Linked DNA regions of Columba livia: region 2 is linked to region 1. The links are chromatin contacts, called in public Hi-C maps. All regions are on one chromosome and are shown on one strand. Each heading gives the region's core, a stretch centred on a gene start, on an enhancer-like site or on the middle of the called end of the contact. The rest is flanking DNA. Distances are from core to core; before and after follow the strand shown. Region 1 holds the start of FNDC1 (fibronectin type III domain containing 1). Region 2 has its middle 16 kb from the start of SOD2.

The links. A called contact is a pair of places that touch in the nucleus more often than the background predicts.
Region 2: a contact with region 1 is called in a Hi-C map of crop, with 4 times the contacts expected there. The contact joins the enhancer-like site here to the promoter of FNDC1 in region 1. A contact is called at or near these places in 2 of 2 Hi-C or Micro-C datasets (crop and liver).

The regions. Positions count from the first base shown.
Region 1 is chr3:70,519,084-70,522,689 of bColLiv1.pat.W.v2, forward strand. FNDC1 (fibronectin type III domain containing 1) reads left to right here and starts at 1,536. Exons shown (of 20, transcript XM_065057538.1): 1 at 1,536-1,768. The coding sequence starts at 1,681.
Region 2 is chr3:70,748,536-70,752,141 of bColLiv1.pat.W.v2, forward strand. No RefSeq gene overlaps it. Among named protein-coding and RNA genes, the nearest start is that of SOD2, 16 kb to the right of the region's middle. Within about 2 kb of position 1,691, at least 1 of the 3 cell types and tissues checked has an H3K27ac peak away from gene starts, as active enhancers do.

The DNA.
Region 1 (3,606 bases), core at 286-2,785:
TCAGGAATAGTTGCTTTCCCACATGAGAACTGCATATGTAGTTAACTGGTCAGTGTTCAAGTCAGTCCTTAATTCATAATCCAGATGAAGCTTCTAAAAGTTGCACTCAGGGCGCAGGTGACATTTAATGTGCAGGGTTAGCTAAGCTCAATACCCCTCTGCACGACTACCACTGTTGCACAGTGGATCCCATCCTTGAGAAGGCCCCTCAGGAAGGGGAGAACTGAAGCTGAAGGGGAATGATGAAGCACCGATGCTCAAGGAACAGAGGCAGCATTTGGTGCAATGAGGAGAACAGTGAAAAGTGAGGAGCAAGTTACCAATGTTGTTTGTTTCAATGCCAAGCCAACAGGCTGCAACAGGTAACAATACATTGAATGTGTGATATTACGGATGTGCCTTACCTTGAGCTGTCTGAAACCCTGTCATCTAGATATTCCTTCTTTTTAATATGCTGCTTTGTTTTTAAAAGCCTCTCCCAGGCTCTGACAGTCAGGTTTTGGGAGGAAATATTCCAGGAGTCATGAAAGACAGTCTTTTGGACACCCCTAGAGCTAAGGGCTGTGGCCAGCCCCCTTTGCTTGTCATGCTGTACCTATGCCATCTTGTAATTTGGCTCCCCACATCGCTGCTGGGCTGTGGTCCCCACCTTGTGAATAGCTGCTTAAATTTCAGCAGCTTAATAGCTGCTTAAATCTCTCTTGACTGGGGTACACAGTGATCACCTTGCTCTGAAACAAAACAAGGTGCAGTTCTGCCACATACACAGTATGGATGAGCAGGTGTCAGGTTTGGCTCCGTGTGCCACACAGAGCCTTCCAACACCACTCCTTTTTTTTTTTTTTTTTTTTTTTTTTTTGCTTAGTTTCTGCAACATGCAGCAGAAGATGCATTATTATTTTTTATGAAAATAGGGGTATATTTCTGAAATTCCTCAAAAAACAGATGGGGCTGTGGGATGTGGGGTGGGGAGATGGCAGAAGAAACAAACAAGTCTGAGTGGGAAGTGCCTTGTAGATCTAAAATGACTTCTCTCCAGTGCAAGAAGACTGAAACAAAAACCCTGGCCAGCTGTGGGGTGGAAGTTCAGAAAGAACAAAGGATGATATGAAGAAGGAAAGATAACCTTGTGCAGAAAGTTCTGTACAGTCGTTCATTGATGTGAACGCTGTGCCTGCACAGGACTGAATATCCACCTCAGCTGGCAGAGCTCAGTGCCACAGGGGACAAGATAAATTGAACATGGTGCGTGGGTAACACGCGTGGGCCAGCTGAAGCTCCCCTGGGTTCTGAGGGACAGGCTCAGAGCTCGGGATCTCCCCGAGGAGAAGTTTTCTGGAGGAGCCAGGTGAGTGCACGCAGGGGAAGCGGATGATGCTGGGACGGCCGGCCGGGCCGGGACGGGGCGGGGCCGGGCGGGTGTGCCGGGCCGCGGGCTGGGTCGGGGCGGGCAGCGGGTGCCGGGCGGGCCGGGGCCGGGGCGGCGGGGTGCCGCGGGGGGCGGAGGGCCGGCGCCCGCCTCCGCGGGGCCGCCCCGCTGCAGTCTCCCGGCAGCCCGGGAGGAGGAGACGGCGGGGCGCGCTGGAAGCAGCGGGGCAGCCCCGCGGAGACGGACGCCGGGCGGGCGGCAGTTCCGCGCCCCGCCGCTCCTGCCGCCCGCGCCCCGCTACCCCCGGCCCCATGGCGGGGCTCGCCGCACCCCGCGCCCCGCCTCGGCCCTGGGCCGCCCTGCTGCTCCTCGCCGTCCTGCTGCCCGCCGCCGCCCCAGGTAGGCAGCCGCCCCGGGCGCCCCCGGAGGTGCCCCGCTCTGCGCCCGTGTGGGTGAGCGTCTGCTGGCCCACGCGTGCGGCTGCCGGCCCCTGCACCCGGCGTGCCCGGCTCGCCTCCGTGGGGTGGGAGCGTGGCGGGGAGTTGTGCCGCGGGGCGAGGGGTTGCTTCGAGACGCTGCGGTGACGGGCGACCGGGTACTTGGGGGAGCCGGGGCGGCATCGCGGTGGGACACCCCTCCTTGCCAAGCCGGGCCGCTGCCTGCAGAGGCACCTGCTGCTGCCCGTGTTTGTGCCGGTCCCTCCGCCGGTGCCGGGGTGGGCAGACCGGCCGCTTCAGCGCTTCTCTGCCGCAGGCTGAGATGGGAAACCCGAGCGGGGGGCTGTGTGTATCTGCAGAGCCGGGCCGAACCCAGCACCGAGGGTCTGGGGACCCCCACGGCTCCCGGACATCGAGACCTTCTCAGGTCAGCCGGCTGCGGCTCGGCTGCGCTTGGGGCAGCGCGGGGCTGCAGCCCGCAAGGACGGTTCCGGCCAAACGTGAGGCGGGGGCAACGGAGGGCTGCTTCCTTCTTGCCTTTAGCCCGCCTGTGCCTTATTCCCGCCGGCACCAGGTCCCGGTCCCTTCATCCCGTTTGGGGTCGGCTGAAGAGCCCCGCTCACTCGTTTGACGGGGTTGACAGGAGGCAGCCCCCGCGCTGAGCATCTCTTTTTAAGTCAGGCGAGATCCCTCTTCATTCTCGTCCTCGGAGTCCTTTGAATTGGACCCTAGATCAGCCTGGGCGAGGCTGGGGCTGCTGGCAGGATTCCCCGGCCTCGCAGTCTCTGGTTTAAGCTGCTCTGGAGGTCGCGTGGGGTGGCTGATCTTCCCCATCCTTTCCTGCGTGGACAGCATTGTTTGCATCACAGGCAATGCTGAGTCCCTGTCTCGGTTTGTGCCCACAAGGTCTTTGCACCAGAGCACGGCTAGGGGCAGATATAGAAGGACATTTCAGCACCACATTTTAACTGCTGGATTTACAGTGGCCAGGGCGGTATGGGGACACCTGCTCCCTAGCTCTTAGTGAGGTGGCTGCCCCATCTTGAGCCCAAATCAGCATCTCAGCAGTTCAGGGCTGAGCAGGACCTAATGTCACCCATGACTCCTGGTGCATTTTAGTGTGCAGCTACACACACTGGAAAGATCTCCTTGACCTGGAACAAGGGAAATATCTTCAAGCCTGGTTTGAAGATTCTGTACAACCCTCTCTTTGTGGGCTGCTGAAGGTGTGTGGCTTGCAGGGTGCACAGCTGCAGACTAGCGGCAGAGTGCATTTGCAGGAGGGTGACAGCAGGTAAGCTTTGCTGGGAGGTGCTCATGTATCCACTGCTGTCTGTCTTTCTGTGCGGTGCTATGCCTACCCAGGTTAAACCTGGGATCGCTCTCCTGGAAGTGGGTTTGTAGAGGTGCTGCTTTGTGGCAGTGGGGAATGGAGGGGCAACTGGATCTGCTGTCCCTGGGGCTGCCTGCTGGCACACGAGAGGGAAAGGGGCAGGGGAGTTTGGGTGCTAATATCACAGGCAATATAATGGGAAATGTCGTAGCCTCTGAGGAAAAGTGTTAGCTGTTGAACATAGGCAGGCTTTTGCTTTGTGTGATGTCTAAAGTGACTCTAGGGGAGCCTGAAACTTTGTGGAAGTTACATTCAAAACTTTCAGTACAGTCTTCCGTTGTCCACAGCCCCACACCAACGTGCTGTAAAACCAAGCCAATTTCTGAACAAACCCAAATGTCTTGGCACAGCACTGTGCAGAGCGCTGCATGCTTCCCGGCTGAGGATTTCTGGAGTGCACCAAAACC
Region 2 (3,606 bases), core at 441-2,940, 230 kb after region 1:
AAACTAATATAAAATACTGATGCTGTGACTTTCCAATAATACTCTCCTTTTGATTTGCAGTTTTACCAGTAGTTCTTCCTTTTCCCCTTGTTTTTCAAATTGCTGATTTCTACTTGGTGCTATATTTAATTTTACGCTATATTTAGTTTTGTGCTCAAGTTCCTATAACCCAAATGTCACTGCCAAGCGCCACCAAGGCAGTCATTCTGTCTTGAGATGAACAAATTCATTGTAAATTCCTTTAAAAAAAAAAAAAAAAAACACTTCACAGCCCAAATATCTGTAGATGATGAAGACTAAATTTGATCATGACGAAAATCAGTAAATCAGAGTTCTTGTTTAGCTGCCATTACATGTTCTTTGACTCAGTCAACAAATTTATTTCATTCCTGTTGCCATTTCCGCCCAATAGAAAATCATTTCCTGGAGCTGGAAAATGCTTTGGGCACGACTGGGAGAAGCAAATAACTTCTTTACTGAATATGGGGTGTTGACTGATTCAGAATGTCTTGTCAGTTTACCCAAAGTCACCAAGCGCTTAGAGCCAGAAAGAGGATGTGGAGCTCAATTAGTGGAACGAGACCGTGACGAGGGCAGACAGCTCCCCTTGAGCAGTCAGAATACTGCCTGTACCATTTTTTAGAACTCCAGTCTCCCTTTTAGGTGGGAATCTCAGGCACTGGGCTGGAGGGGGCCACCTCTGCCTGACTACCCCAGCTAACCAGCATTGCAGAATTCATCACCTCCAAAATGCTGCTGGTGGGGCAGGCAGGGTACGTCAGCAGAGGAAGAATTCAGTGCTGCTCTCCTGCATTTTGAAGGGGTGTCCGAACTGCCCACCCAGAGCACGGAGGCAAAGCTGCAGCACCTGCCTCCCCCCTCCTTGTGTGAATGGTGCTGTTGTCCCACCCATTTTCTTTCATCCAGAAATAAATCAAGGGAGGTAAGACACAAGGTCTCATTTCCTTAGGAGTTAGGGTGGGGGAAATAAAAATGTTTTTCCTGAATTTCAGTTGAAAGGCTAACAGGAAGCCTTCATTTTTTATGGCATTCACATTGCAGGACTAGCATTTCACCTCTATGGTACATCCAGGTAACTGCACGAGCATTTCCAGACCAAGCAACAGGTTTTTAAGGCCAAGGCTTTAGCGGTGAAGCGGTATGAGAACCACACACACATACTGCCACTTGGACTAACCTGGCAACACTTCCACATAAAAAGGTCTAATGGTGGATGCCTCCTGTCCTTCCAACAGAGGCCCAGCTTGCACTCTGCCGTGAGGGGGAAGTTTCTCTCCAGTGCTCAGTCATAGTAGGGAACCAAAGCATGGAAACCATATGAGCAGAGATTACACAGCCTCTCCAGTCTGGCAGCCAGATGTTGGATTGCAGGAGTGAGCATAACCAGATGATTTTTCTGCCATTTTTCTCCAAACACCCAGAAGAGTTTAACAGAACAACACACACAGAAAGAAACTCATGATCACATTTGCATATTTAAACACATAGACATACTAGTCCCTTCAAAATGGTAATCCCTAAGAATCCAGCACGACTAGGATTTTCAGCTGTCAGGTCCAGCTCACACTCTGCAAGAAGCTGCGAGTAGCAGCTGGACTAGGACTTCTCCATGTCACTGCCTGGATGCCAGGACCAGCCCAGGGGTGCAGCCCACAAAATGCCTCTGCAGGTGGCTCCTGGGTGCAGCACATGGGGACAGGTTTTCAGCTGGCCATGGACAGCTCTGCTCTTTTCTACCCATGCAAAGCTGCCCTGCAGTGAGCTCTTTGGGATTTGGAGTAACAAGTACATCGGGAAAATCATTGCACTGCTGTGAGACACTGGCTGCTGATGCAAAGGGCTCAGGCAAAGGAAAGAGGACTTTGGTGGGATATTCCTACATCCAGCATGAGCTAGCTCCTCAAATACTTCTCTGAGGTCGTAGAAACATGCTAATTTCTAATGAAGCTGACATCAGAGCTCACTGGAGAGACAAGTCAGGCAAGTCAGCCCAGAATCAATATATGCAGACGTTACTTTCAAGGACCAGTTTCAGGGTTGAACCCTGAGCACCAACCCACACCTGTATCCGTCCCACAGTGTCTACGCCAGACAGCTACATCTGGAACAAAAACATTTTGTTCCATTTAATATCCTGTGCTTTCTCCTGTACGAAACATGGGTTCAACACTCACACACACAATGTGTGTTGTGCAGTCCCACACCAGCTGGAGAGAATGCATTAGGACAGCAATGAATATCAGCAGATGGACAACAATCACCACTTAACTGCTGCAACTTATGTTTAAGATGAAACAAAATCCAGGAACAACTCCAATTCTCAGCTAGATAATACAGAAAAACAGCAGTTCTGTCTCTGAACTGCTTTTAGCTGACCTGTATCTCATGAAGGCACGGGAAAAATCCCCACTGGAGCTTTTGACCCTCAGACAGGCTAATTCCAGTTGATTGTTCCCATTTTATTTAGTTATGCAAACAAGCACCAAGCCCTACACATAAGCCTCATAAATAATGTTCCTCCATCCCGAAAAAATTCAGGTGAGAGTTTTAGTTTCGTGATCCTTATTCTGTCATGAGAAAAATAAACAAGTAGAAATTCATGAGCACTTCTTCCCTGTAAATAACAGTGTATCTTACTGTAACTAAAACCAAGGTCTTTTGAAATGGCCTGAAATCTTAAGTTGGGGGGGGGGAGCCCAGATGGAAGGGTAAACTGATTCTGACACAAGTTTCTCTCAGCATCTTGAGAAATTAACTCAAACACTCAAAGGACCCACAAGTTGAGCTCTTCTCCTGGCAGGCTGGCCAGGTTTGTGCACATCTTTTATGGGAAGGAGAAGTCGAAGACAGTCCGAGGATGCATCCTTTGACAGGCTGCATCTCCCCTCCTCCCTACAGCCTCTTACTCAACACAGTTCTTCTGGAGGGCCAAGAGTGGCTGGAAATATCCCAACAAAGCATTTATTCTGAAGACAGATACAGAGATACACAGAGAAGGAGAGCTTTCTGAAACACTACCTTGCTGACCCCAAAATGCTTTGTTTGAAACAACTCTCTCTGAATAACCTTTGGGGAAGCCTGAGGCTTGAAGCCCGTGACAGCTGCCCCGACAGACAAGAACATCAGACTCCCCCAGCAGCTGTAGGGCCTGGGGAGCTTCTGGATTCCTGGAAATACTGACAAGTTTTCAATTCTGGCCAGTTTTGACCACTGCCAAATTTTAAAATTCCTGCAAGAATTCTGGCATTACCTTCAAATCATGACAACTAAATTAACAGATGTGCTTTCCCCTTACCTCCATGTTTGCAGACCTCAGAGGTGCCAGTGATTTCACACAATAACAGTGTGAAAACTTTTAATCCTCTCGTTAAAAATAAGGAAAAACTGAAATTCTTATACAGTAGCCTTCTGCTATTGCTTGTGTCACAAAACTCATGGAAAAAAATAGCTGAATTACCATGCTACTTGCTTCTAGATCCGACTTTAGAGCTACAGCTCTGTTGCCAGTAGCATAAAGAAAAAGCCTTTAGGATGCAAGCATTGTGGAGCAGCTGGTGGGAAGGAACCCAGCTACAAGGAACTAAA